Regions from separate parts of the Mus musculus genome. Here regions 2, 3 and 4 are each linked to region 1. Evidence: chromatin contacts called from public promoter capture Hi-C data. All regions are on one chromosome and are shown on one strand. The core of a region is the stretch at or near the end of the contact, and the rest is flanking DNA. Distances in the headings are between cores, read along the strand shown. Region 1 holds the start of Gopc (golgi associated PDZ and coiled-coil motif containing). Region 2 holds the start of Ascc3 (activating signal cointegrator 1 complex subunit 3). Region 3 holds the start of Mcm9 (minichromosome maintenance 9 homologous recombination repair factor). Region 4 holds the start of Asf1a (anti-silencing function 1A histone chaperone).

Region 1 (3,129 bases), core at 251-2,750:
GCTAAGTAGCAGATAGTGGGATGTGTGTGTGTGTGTGTGTGTATAGGTAGGTAGATATAGATAAATTATTTTATTATATATTTATATATAAAATACAACCAACCATTCGAAGAGGATGTTTTATACTATTGTGTACTAAGCCTATGAGACAGTCTCTGACTAAACTCAAGGGAAGAGTTGCATGGTTAGTTTTACTTGTCTAAGTTTGCTGAAGTCATAATAGCTTTTGCTTGATGGTAAGCAGTCATGCATTGGAGTAACCAGAGTGCAAACTAAATCTGTTATTTCTTAATTCTTATTGGTACTGCTTTGATGAGAGGCACACAATGCCATGCAGACTTTGGTTGATGATTTATTAGAAAGGTCCGTCCCAAGAACAACTTCCGAAAGATTATGGACTAATTTTCCACATACTCCCGTAGGCGAGTCAGGAAGCACAATTCCTACCTGCCTACTCTAATTAGTCTGGCTTCTCCTTTCCCTTCCGGACAGTCTACTGTTGGTTTAGACAGGGGTGGAGTTGGAGAAGTGGAAGAGATGAGAGGCAGGACACAAAGAAAGCTCTTGATAAATGCTCTCAAATGCACGCAACACTGGAATTAAAAGTCGTGAGAGCCTCACTGTCTTACTAGTTCGGCTTGGATGAGGTCGTTTCATTAGATTTTATGTCCTCAGTGCCTCAATCGGGATATGTATTCAATGTTTATGAACATATGAAAATAACATGGGAACGAGCACAATACTAGTTTATAAGATGATTACAGCATCCCAAGTGGTTGCTTTAGAAATATACGATCTGTGATGCAGTAAGATGAGTGCTATGTACCAAGTGATAACACTTTCACTTTACCTTAATTGCCAAGTGAAGTAAACTTTGGAAACCTTGTTACCCAAGCAAGGTAACACCACTGAGGTGGGGCAGCTAGTATGTAATAATACATTGGCCTAGAACCCCAGCTTGTCAATCATAGAAGGAGGAACCATTGATTCAACAAAACTTGCTCAGTAGCTTCCATAGGCAGCTTCTGGCTGGAATGCACCGTCAGGTTTAGCAACATTAGCCAGTGTCCCCACCCTCCCGCCCTAAGAGCTGGAAATCGGAAGAGAAAACGTGGCTATTGCGCATGCACACACGGCCCTCCCCGCTCCCACCCGAGCCCCTTGACACCCCAGTAGCAACTTTGCTAGACGTCTGTGGACCGGTTCCAGGCCCACTGTGAAGCCAAACTGGCGGAAGCCGGTCCCCTCTGCGACGTGGAATCTTTCCCTTCCCTTCCTCCGGTCTTCCCCACTTGCAAGGGGCCACCTCAACCCTTTGCTTCTCAGGGTTTTGCCGGTCGTCAAAATGGTCGCAGACAGGCTTGTGGAGGCGAAGGCTTTTCATTGGCTAAGCTCTCGTACGGCCCCGCCCACTTTCTCCCTCTGGGCTGCGCCTGCTCTGGGCTCCGCTACGCACGCGCGGCGGGGGCGGGCCGGCTTGCGGGCGGGGCGGGTCTTCCGTGTCGCTGTCGCTGCTTCAGCCCCGCTTCCTTTGCTGCTCTGGAGCTGCGCTGCCGGCGTTGGCGGCGCGAGGGAAGGGAGGGGACCGGCGGGTGTGTGTCTGTGTGTGTGTGCGTGTGTGTCTGTGTGTGCGCGCGCGCGGGGGGCGCCGCGGTGCTAGCAGTTCCCCTCGCGCGGGGCGGGCGGCCAGAGTGAGCAGCAGTCGGCGAGGCCCTGGACGGCGCCATGTCGGCGGGTGGCCCATGCCCGGCGGGAGCCGGCGGCGGCCCAGGGGGCTCCTCCTGCCCTGTGGGGGTCTCCCCTGGCGGGGTGTCCATGTTCCGATGGCTTGAGGTGCTGGAGAAGGAGTTCGACAAGGCCTTCGTGGATGTGGATCTGCTTTTGGGCGAGATCGATCCGGACCAGGCGGACATCACTTATGAGGGGCGTCAGAAGATGACCAGCCTTAGCTCCTGCTTTGCGCAGCTATGCCACAAAGCCCAGACTGTGTCCCAGATCAACCACAAGCTTGAGGTGAGCCTCGGGGGCTGGCAGCAATAGCATTCAACCCCAGGCTGTCCGAGGTCGTTAGATCCCATTTAAAGCACTAGGAAAATGATCCTTAAAAACCTACCCACTGGACACCTCAGCTTCGAATGCGATGGAGAGTGCGTTTTATACGTGAGTGAAGCAAAGGAGTGCGGAGCGGGTGGGGGAGGAAAAGGATGCAGACTGATGTGTGGGTCTCCAGACGTCCTGTCATCCACCTCCCAGCATCTCATGCGGTGGGGACAGGAGCTAATCACACTACCTGCCTTGTAGGTGTTATTACCAAGATCTTCTGTCGGGGAATACCTCAACTCTCCTCTTCTGCTTTGATAATGACAAGCTAGATGATGTATTTTCAGACAGATGCAGCTCTGATTATTTTCATCCAATAGCCCAGATCAACGTCCGTGTCTGTACACAGAGACATGCATGAACTTAGGGGAATCCGATCAAAGCTCTTGGGGAAATGTAATGGAATATATATGTTCCTATCTACCTTCTCAGTTTACATTCACACTTGGCAGATATTACGGGCAGCTATGTCTTTAGAGCTGTCAATATTCAAATAACTTCTAGTATTGAGTGAGATGGTATGTCTTTGTATTTTACAGTATTTTCCCTAATTTCAGACCTTTGAGACTATGTAAAGACAATCCTTTGCTTAGGTCTCTAATCAGAGCAAGGGGAGTGTGATTGCAAACAGGAATTCCAAACCTCCCATTTTGTGTGGAAAATTCAACTAGGCCAGTATTACAAGATTTAGAAATTATGGTGTACTAACATTATATGGGAAACCTTTTAAAAATAGACAATTTCAGTAGAGAGTAGCTCTTTGATTTTAAAAAGGATTAAAAAAAAAGAGAGATACTTTGTTATGTGTGAAGTTCTTTGTGCCTTAGCTTTCTTAAGAGCTCCTCTTTACTGTTAACTGTAATAATGATAGGGCCTGTTGTGTACAGATTCATGTGTATGCTAGATTGGTTTCCTGTCCTTGCTTAGTGCTCAACAGTCTTTCATATTAGTTAGCCATGAAAAACATTTGCCACTAATATTTGATTAGCATCTTACATATTCAGGATGCTATGGTTTCTTTTTGGAAAG
Region 2 (3,129 bases), core at 322-2,821, 1.8 Mb after region 1:
ATCCTATGCCAGACATGAGGTATCAATACAACCAATGTAAATACTAGAAAAAAATGAAAACGCTTCCAGCCAGAAATTTGTTTCCAATTATTAATTTAAACATCCCTTCTAAAAGAGTGTTTGCTAGTTAACTATACAAAGTTCTGTGAGAACAGGGACTTTCTATGTCCTACACCTCCCACAGTGCTAGGGAATGAATGAAGAGTGAACAAATGAATGAATTAATGAATGAACCAAGTTTTTTAGAAAAAATTATTCAACAAGGATCAAGAAAACTAAGTCTTGCAAAATTAATTCACTCATGTAAATAACACTAAGCTACACTTAACTGACATCTCTATGAATATTTTAATGCAACACAGTATTATCTTTGTGGATGGCTTACTTATGCAGTGGGTTTCATAGAATAAAGTAATCCTTTTTTTTTTTTAGGTTTTTTTTTTTTTTTTTTTTTGAGGCAGTGTAGCCCTGGCTGTCCTAGACCAGGCTGGCCTCGAACTCAGAAATCCGCCTGCCTCTGCCTCCCAAGTGCTGGGATTAAAGGCGTGCGCCATCACGCCCGGCGCAACACCAGTATTATAATCGTCATGACGTGAAAAACTAAATACAAAACATGAGCTAGAGCACGTCCAGCCTAGACTCAGAAGCGGAATTTGAGAACAATCAAACTCAGAAAACAAACGTTTCAGCTTATGAATCTGAAAAGGGGGTAGATATAGTTGACTGTTCTAATTTTTATCCAGGAACAACAACAACAACAACAACAACAACAACAACAAAAACCACACCACAGGTAGCAATTAGACTGCACTTGTGATGCATATCAAACTCAGTAGACTGAACTTCTTTCTTTTAAAGGTAAAGGAAATTACAGCATCCTACCAAGAACCACTTCATCTACCCCCTTAGCATAGACACTTCTTTATTTAAAAAAAAAAAAAAATACATTCTAGAGTCCTCCGATTGTTAAATTCACCCACTGCCCTGAACTCCAGGACCCAAAGCACTCGCTCCTCTGTGTTGTGGGGGAAACCCAACCCAACAGATGTAGGCGAAGAACGACGTTGCTAGGAATGTGTAATATAAATAAGGGGAGAGGGAGGAGAAAAACAGGTTAAGCCTAGAACAGAAAATTTTTCATCTTGTGGCCATTCTGTCCTTACACGTGGGCAATCGCGCTGGAGTTTTCACCCCAACCCCCACCTACAAACTTAGGTGAGCCGGGACGCCCAGCCGAGGGATGACAGCTCGGTCCACCCGCGCTCTTCCGGACTCTGAGACCAGCCCCGCCCCGCCGCACACTCGGGCTCCGCCACCCGCGCCCTCCCTCTCCCTAGCTCACCTCAGCCCCGCCGCCACGCGCGCCTCCGGCCTCCTGGAGGTTTGCTTCCTCTTCTCACTCCGGCGGAGCGGAGCGGAGGGCTGCGCCCCGACCTCCTCCGCAGCACACGCGGGCCGGCGGGGGTCGCTCGCTGTCACGCCTTAGCGCGCGAGGGCTGCCCAGCTGGCACTGACCCACAAACCCACACACCCGCGCCGAGCGACGGAGGGGCGGGGCGGGCGCCGGCCATACGTCACCGACCGCGACGCCAACGTCGCCACGTCAGCACCCGGCCGCCCTCGGCCCCGCCCATGCGGGGGTTGGCGTCGGGTGGCGTACACGCTAGCAAGTTTCAGCTCAGTTTTAGTGGTCCGACTCTTGGTTCCCTCCGGCCGACTCCCTAATCCCCGCTTGGTTCTGATAATGGCACCGAGTAATTAATTCCTATTGAAGGCAGAAACCAGTGAGTCACAGTCCCGTGGTTACTAGATGGTTCCGCCCACCTGCTCTAGGCTCAAGTTTCGATTTCCCTGAGTTTCATTATTCTCCACTTTGTACTTCTGAAGTTGTTTCTGACCTTCGAAACAAAACATCTGACGATAGCCTGGTGCGACTGGCAAATTTAGAAAAGCTAGCCTAAAAAAACTGCATTGTTGTTAAGTTTGAACTGATGAGCGAGGATACAGATGTGGTATGCATTGTCATCCTACCCTTTCAGCCCATTCTTCCCGAGACAGTTGTCCTAAAACTCACCAGAACCCTGTTTTATAGAAGCAGCATTGGTTGAATAATAAACATAACTTGCCAAACCCACTGGAAGTTCTGTATACCAGACTGAGGTAAGAAGACCTCAATAGCGATAGAAGCATTTCAGAAATTAAAATGAGATAACGCAGATGAAAAGAATCATGAAGTATTAATGAAACTTGGTAAGATTCACTAAGAGGAAAAGTTACTGGACTGTCAGCAATATGAAAGACCCATCTGGTGATAAAGGTTTGTCTGGTATGACCTGAACTTTATGAGGAAAACAAACAAAAACCCTTCACATTCTGAGAGTCCCTTCTAATACAATCCAAGGAACTAAATGCACTGTAGAAGCAATATATGACCATCACAGTCTCTACATTTCTCTAAGTTCCCAGTCTCTACATTTTCTAAGTAGATGCTGAATGCTTACATAATAGGGATTTGGGGGGAGGGAGACGCATTTTAGGAGAATTACTGGCTGGTTTTGCTAAAAGTTAGTCCAGTCGCATGTAGCCTTTCAAGCGTTTACAGTCTAACTCATTTTATCACCAAACTACAACTGGTGATCCCAAAGACTCTTGGTCTCACTAGAGAAAGAATTCTAGGAGAGATACAGAAGAGACTTAAGCAAAAGCAAATTCATTATAGTAAAAAAGCAGAGGCAGATATTCCCAAGTGGGAAGGCCACCTGAGAATCCAAGCAGAGGTGATGTGAGTGGCATAGAAATATTTTGCTAATCTGAGATACATAATTGTGGAATTTTCAGAAACAGAGAGAGCATTTCCATGAAGCAGGCAGGGAAGGAAGAGGGGTTTGATCAAACATAGAATTATAGTACCAAGATTGCAATTTTGGAACAGCATGTATGTTAAAAACCGCAACTATAAATAAGATGCTAATTAATTTCCAGCTGAACTTTTGGGTCTCAGAGTCTCTGCAGCATGCAGATATTACTTGTATAGAGTACAACTGAAAGTAATATCATCCTGGCACTCAATCGAGCTAGATGAAGCCATCACTGTTGGGTTAGATTTATGTTTTATTTTTCACTCTCTCC
Region 3 (3,129 bases), core at 389-2,888, 1.2 Mb before region 1:
CGTGTGTGTGTGTGTGTGTGTGTGTGTGTATACACCTGTGTAAAGGCTATACTACAAGACTTAAGAGTGCTCTATTAGCCATTTATGGTGGTTCACACCCATAATCTTAAGAAGCAGAAGGACCGCAGACTGGAGGCTATTGTGAGCTACCTAACAAGACTGTGTCTCAAAAAAAATTTAATACTTCTACTCATTGTAGAGTCAAAAACGCAACCCTTACCTCAAAAGGAGAGAACAGTTTATCCTGGAACAAACTATGAGTGGCTATGGTCCAGTTTCTCCCCTTCCGTGGTCCAATGTACTAATAGTGCTCCAATGTGTGAAGTTTTTATAGGGACATAAAATCATTAAGATTGAACCAATGTATCATACAGGTGTACTGCTTAATTTCAAATGTCAACTTGCCTTAACCAAGAATTACCTCAGAAAAGAGATTTTTTTTTTTTTTGCTTGTTTGTTTTGTTTTGTTGAAATGTATCTGGCTGTCCTGGAACTCACTTTGTAGATCAGGCTGGCCTTAAACTCACTGAGATCAACCTGCCAGAATTAAAGGCCTTTGCCACCATGCCTAGCTGAGAAGGGAGTCTGAATTAAGGAACTGCCTGTATCAGATTGACCAGTAGGAATGTCTTTGAGACATTGTATCCTTAACTGATGTAAAAAGAGGGCCTGGCCCTAGGAAGTAACACCCTTAGGCTCTAATGTAGAAAGTCTTCAGGAACAATTTGAAGTTCAGAAAAACACTTATTAGTTGAGCTAGGGACATTTTGAGATCAGGGAACATGAACGGTGGCAGCACGTGCTGACATGACTCTCTTGCTGAAGCTGAGTTGGGGTCAAGATAATGAATTTCTTTTTTGTTTTTGTTTTTTCGAGACAGGGTTTCTCTGTGTAGCCCTGGCTGTCCTGGAACTCACTCTGTAGACCAGGCTGGCCTCGAACTCAGAAATCTGCCTGCCTCTGCCTCCCAAGTGCTGGGATTAAAGGCGTGCACCACCACGCCCGGCCAGATAATGAATTTTTTATATCCAATTTTGCCCTCAGCTGCCTGATTTGATTTAATAAAAATTGCTGATAGGTAGATGTGCAGTCAGAGGATTTAAAGTAGAAGTGACTTCACAAAACCGTAACACCACTTATAAAATTTAGCTCGAAATGGATCAGAGAACTACACGAAATGGAAAATATTGTGACGTGGAAGTAGGCAGATTCCTTAAATACATCGCCAACCCAAAAAAAAAAAAAAAACAAAAACAAAAAAAAAACAACAAAATCACTTGTGTTCTAAGATATCTGAAGGTGCAAACCAAAGTCGAGTCCCAGATCGCCCACATCCCGCCCTAATACGTCACCAGGGTTCCCCTTCTCTCCGCCCTAGTCTCCACCCCGCGTTCGCCCATCACCAATCCGCGGAATTCCTGCCAGCCTGAATTATCCACTTCACCCTAAACCCGCCCTCGAAGCCGGTGTCCCGCTCAAACCCCGCCCCATGCCTCCGAGACCCGCCCCTCAGACGTCTTGTCCGGCCCAAACCCCGCCTCCAGCTCCCCGAGTCCCGCCTCTCTCCCTGCTCCCGCCTCCCGCTCGCAGACTCCAGCGTCCGTCCTGGCGCGCGCCCGCCTGCGTCCGCACCCGGAAGAAGCCCCAGCGGCCGGAAAGTTGAGGCAGTGCGCGGCTCGGGGTCCGCGGGAAGCTCAAGTCCTTCAGAGGCCGAGCGAGAGCAGCGCGAAGAAGCCTGCGCGCCCCCGCGCAAGGCGGCCCCCTCGAGCGGCCGCGCGCACGCCCCGCCCCCTCCAACGCCGCGCGGGTCGGGCTGGGGCGACCACGGCCGCAGCGCGGTCCCGGCGACCAAGACAGTGCGTGTTGAGCCCGTAAGTGACCACCGCAGCGTGAGGTCCCGGGGGATCGTTTCCCTCCCGTGGTTAGCGTCAGGTCTCGTCCGCATCCTTTAATTTCTAAACTCCCCGCAGGGCTGGGAGGCCACAGCCAACCACCTGTGGATTAGAAGCGAATTTCCAAATGCTTTCCAAAGCATCCCTCCGCTAGGCTCTCGCTCGCCAGGCGGCCTGGAGGCGCGCAATGAGCGCGCACCCGCGAATGGCGCGCAACGCGGGATTGAGACGCGCGGGGCGTGGCCACAGCTCCCGAGGGGCGGGGCTACGCGAGCCTAGGTGAGGGACAAGGCTCTATCCCCAAACTGCTCTTTTTGGCGCCACCTTGCAGTGGATAGTATGAAATAAAGCAAAGCCATTTTATTTGTTTGGATGCCAGAGGCAAGAGGAGAGAGAATTTGATAGTTGTACAACCATCGTCCCCCCTCCCCTAGACAGTAAATGGCTTAAGTTTGTAACGGGATGCCTGAGTTTATAGGTTGATAAACTTGTCTAATTGCACGGATGTTGGAAAAAAAAAAAAAGAAGAAGAAAGCTGTGTTTAAAAAATATCGGTCTGTTTAACACTGTAATTTACCGGTTTAACTAGGCAAACATTTAACCTGCCCCTGTTAGGAACTTAAAATTCTTTGCCCGCCCTCTTTCTGCGCTGTTGGAGTTGGGTATGTTGTTAATTGTTGTTTCGGATTTCTGCTCTACATTCACTTTGTATTTGTAAAATCGTAAAGATATTCCTTTGGTCACTCTTGAGGGTAGTGCTGTGATTTTTTTTTCCCAGCTAAGATCCACATCATGAAATACTATGATCCCTTTCCCAAATAATCTCTTTTTTTACTCTTGGCTGATTGATTATGCTATTACCTAACCAAAACCAAGTCGCTTAGTATTTTAGTGTTGGCTTACTTTGACTGATTCTCTGAAAAATACTCTCTTAATCTCATACCAGCCTCCTGTACTTGTCAGTGTTCTTGGCTTAAGTGTGATGCAACTTTATACTTTATACCTCCCAGCTGAGCAGGTGTTCAGAGAGGGCAGAATCAGTAGCCAGTGTGATCCACCTCAGGGATGCCAAACTGAACTTTAACTGAACTATATCTAGTCTTCTTTAGTCATAGTATTTATAGAGGATGATATATGTTACATAAATAAAATAAGTCCAATATAAACCACACCTTTGCTAAGGTGCTTAGAGCTAGTATGGAATCTCCAGGGCAGTTCATGGTTTCTTCTCTGGTAC
Region 4 (3,129 bases), core at 382-2,881, 1.2 Mb before region 1:
CTTACATTAATCATCACAGTCTATTCAGAGACTACTATATTTTAATGTTTAGTCAATCTTCAAAATATGTCCCACTCACTAAATGTATGCACGTTATAATTTACATACGTATTAAAAACAGCAGGGTACGTTTTAAGTGATGGTTAGCCAAAGGAGTGAAGAGAAGGGGCTGTGACTTCCTTTTTACAATTTTTAAAGGTTTATTGCAATGGTTTTTATAATTAAAGTTAACATTCTACATGAAGTACATTGAAGAGATTATAAACTTTTAAATTAAAAGAGAAATTCTTTTCGTCATGATTAGGATAATACAAGGCATTTTGTCGAAATACTTTCAAGTCCCAAGATGTCCTCCTAGTTAACTAAAATTTAACACCAATGAAGTTAAACTTTTTGTTTCAAATGTTGAAAATGAAGCATTGATTTTAATAAAATCTAAGAAAAGCGTTAAGAAGCCATATTTTAGCTTTCTAAGTTCTGTATTACCTCACTATTTCGCATTTTTTAAACCGTAAAATGTACTTCAGAAAGGATTTTGCCTTCTATCTCCCAGCTAACGTTTGCATTTTCTCCATCTGCTTGGACGTGGAGTTATTTTAATTGCTTCTTCTTCACACGTTCTGGAGAAAGTCTTTCAGACTTTCTAAACGCCAGAGAAGTGCCTGGAATTGGTTAAGCACCCTGCTTCTGCTCTAGGGTGCCATGGAACTTCCCAGCCCCTCACCATTTCTCTCCGAGAGGTCTCTGTCCCCGGGGAGAGGCGGCGCACAGCATCCCGGGCGCCCGCGGAGAGCACGGCCGCCCCCCGGGAGCCAGGCGCCGAGGGGCCGAGCCCAGCGCCCGCCTTCCGCGCTGGTTGGTGGAGGGAGCCGGAGAGCGGCGCGAGGACAGCCTCGGCGGGGCTCGGGCGGGAAGGCGCGGGCCCGCTCGCCCCCGGCGGTCCGGAGCAGGCGTCGTGCCGCCGGGTAAGATGGCTCCGCTTCCCACCGGCCCAGCTTGCTCCCCACCGGGCCGTGGGGCCCTGGGGCCGCCGAGGCCGCACGACCCCCCGCCAGCGCCGCGCGAGCCGGGGGCCGCCGAGCGCCGCCCGCCGCAGACAAAGCTGACAACATGGCTCCCTCCGCCCGGCAAGTTGCTCGCAAGTTGCGGCGCGGCCGGCGTCCCTCAACTTCAAGTTTCCCTCGCATGGCCGCCCTCCCGCCGGCCGCCGGCCGCGGCCCACCCCGCGCGAGGCCGGGCCGGGAAACTTTAACGTCCGCCGCCGCAACTGACAGCCCGGCGCCACTCGCTCACCTTCAGACAGGTCCTCGATGCACTCGAAGGTGATCTCGAACTGGAACGGGTTGTAGAAAGGCGACGGGTTATCCAGCACCACTACATTGTTCACCTGAACCTTTGCCATATTTTGAAGAAAACACAAACAATGGGGCCGGGGCTGGCGGCACCACCGAGTCCCGCGCGCGGCCGCTCCGAGAGCGCAGACCCCCGCCCCGGCGCGGCGCGGCCCGACGTCGTGCAGCTGCGACTTGAGAAACTTTTTTTTCCTTTTTATTTACACGGCGGCACTCCACGGTGTTTTGCAGCTTTCCTATTTCACTAAACTACAGCCCATTCTGCCCTGATAACTAGCAGCGTTGCCCGCGATTGGCTGCCCCCGAGCTCTGACCCTCCTCCTCCAGCGAGGGCCGCGGCGGCGAGCAAGATGGGCTCCCGCTCGCAGAACGGACGGGAAACTTTCACTGCGGCTCCACCTGCTGGTGCGGACCAGGACAAAGGCGCAGAACAAAGTGAGTGGAATAGGGGCTGGGAGGCCCGCGCGGAGGCCGCCGGCGGCGGGGGAGGGGCGACGCAGGCCCCGCCCCCGCCCGGCGGGGCCGCGCCACACGTCGGGCGTGGCCGCGGCGGGACGGAGGGGGCGGGACCCGTGGGGTGGGCGGGGCCGGCGGTGGAAGCAGGAGGGCGCGAGGCGGCCCCGTGTGTGTGCGCAGCATGGGCCTTGGGGTTTTTCGGGTTTTCTTCCAGCCTTTAACGCTTCCCCCACCAGTGCCGGCGGCTTTGCTGGCTCTGCTGGATTTAGCAGATAAGGTGTGCTTTGCAGCCCTTGTCAGGCCCAACTAGCTGTCTGTGCTTCTCGCAATCGTAATGGTAGAGAATAGGGAGAAGGGCTGGTTGCAGTGGGAATAAATTGCATTTTTATAGCCCATGTCAGCTCGAAAGGAGCAAGCCATTTTGGAATTCAAGTTCTTGGCCACGACAGTGCGGTGAAATAGATACAAAATGAGGGCGGGGTGATTTTACACACACACACGCAGGCTAGAAAAAAAATATGCGATCTTCAGCTGCATGTTGGATTTCTTCCCATTTAATAACTGAAAAGATGTAAAACAAAACAAAAAAAAAGAAATAAAAGGGGGAAAACGTGATCAGTTACAGCGAGGCTTCTGTTGTTGGGGGGGCACAGAGAAAGAAGTCAAAAGTCGAGAAAATGGAAGTGTCTGAAGGCCAAAGGACAACAAATGTATTTTTGGTGGAATATGAGAAAGGAGAAAGCACAGATAACATGCCATTTGCTCTTCAAGGCATTTATAACAAACATTCATAAGTGAAAAAGTGCAGCACACCAATTCTGAGGAGACCTTCCATGCCTGTGACGCCTGTGAGACCATTTCAAGGCTGACTGGAGGAAAAGTTGCTTGTTTATGGTACTTAGCCACTGTGGGTAGACTAGGAAACAGGAAACGGAAACCTAACACCTTTGTGAATGTGAACTGATTCTTTTTACTGTGGAGGTGTTACTCATAAACCATTGGGTTCTTTTCTTTTTCCTTATAAATGAAACTACTAAACTATTCAATAAAATCCGGAGTGAAAATTATGTCTTAGTATTAATCTGCAAGTGAAGTTTCTGCTAGTGTGCAGAATTTAATTAATCTTCCTTGGACAGGTTGAGACTCAACTGGATTGCTGTGGATGATCTGTCCTTGTCCGAAGACCTTTAGTTATCATGAAGCAGGGCCTTCCATGTTTAAGGAGATTAAAGTGGGGAGAGAGCCACTTTTATTGTCAGTACGCTGGGCAATCGGTGTCCATCAGTTCAGTCACCATTGTTTTTGTGCATCAGAGTAAAAG

Evidence for each region. Promoter capture Hi-C pulls out the DNA fragments that hold promoters and counts their contacts. Capture Hi-C pulls out chosen DNA fragments and counts their contacts.
Region 2: a contact with region 1 is called in a promoter capture Hi-C map of pre-B cells. The contact joins the promoter of Ascc3 here to the promoter of Gopc in region 1. A contact is called at or near these places in 7 of 39 promoter capture datasets (3T3-L1-derived adipocytes, the HPC-7 cell line, hippocampal neurons and 3 more), 7 of 484 Hi-C or Micro-C datasets (CD4 T cells, CD8 T cells, LSK cells and 3 more), 3 of 115 datasets of contacts at active chromatin or transcription factors (astrocytes, large pre-B cells and pro-B cells) and 2 of 9 other capture datasets (adipose tissue and liver).
Region 3: a contact with region 1 is called in a promoter capture Hi-C map of liver, with 6 times the contacts expected there. The contact joins the promoter of Mcm9 here to the promoter of Gopc in region 1. A contact is called at or near these places in 2 of 39 promoter capture datasets (hippocampal neurons and pre-B cells), 1 of 484 Hi-C or Micro-C datasets (CD4 T cells), 2 of 115 datasets of contacts at active chromatin or transcription factors (astrocytes and thymic regulatory T cells) and 2 of 9 other capture datasets (adipose tissue and liver).
Region 4: a promoter capture Hi-C map of liver shows a contact between it and region 1, with 4 times the contacts expected there. The contact joins the promoter of Asf1a here to the promoter of Gopc in region 1. A contact is called at or near these places in 3 of 39 promoter capture datasets (hippocampal neurons, liver and pre-B cells), 4 of 484 Hi-C or Micro-C datasets (B cells, CD4 T cells and embryonic stem cells), 5 of 115 datasets of contacts at active chromatin or transcription factors (the NIH/3T3 cell line, embryonic forebrain, forebrain and 2 more) and 2 of 9 other capture datasets (adipose tissue and liver).

The regions. Positions count from the first base shown.
Region 1 is chr10:52,380,495-52,383,623 of GRCm38.p6, reverse strand. It overlaps Gopc (golgi associated PDZ and coiled-coil motif containing), which reads left to right and starts at 1,500. Exons shown (of 9, transcript NM_001199272.1): 1 at 1,500-2,013. The coding sequence starts at 1,726.
Region 2 is chr10:50,591,111-50,594,239 of GRCm38.p6, reverse strand. It overlaps Ascc3 (activating signal cointegrator 1 complex subunit 3), which reads right to left and starts at 1,571. Exons shown (of 42, transcript NM_198007.2): 1 at 1,343-1,571.
Region 3 is chr10:53,628,466-53,631,594 of GRCm38.p6, reverse strand. Mcm9 (minichromosome maintenance 9 homologous recombination repair factor) reads left to right here and starts at 1,638. Exons shown (of 13, transcript NM_027830.3): 1 at 1,638-1,871.
Region 4 is chr10:53,595,463-53,598,591 of GRCm38.p6, reverse strand. It overlaps Asf1a (anti-silencing function 1A histone chaperone), which reads right to left and starts at 1,631. Exons shown (of 4, transcript NM_025541.3): 1 at 1,294-1,631. The coding sequence starts at 1,402. All of the region lies in intron 7 of Mcm9 (minichromosome maintenance 9 homologous recombination repair factor), which reads left to right.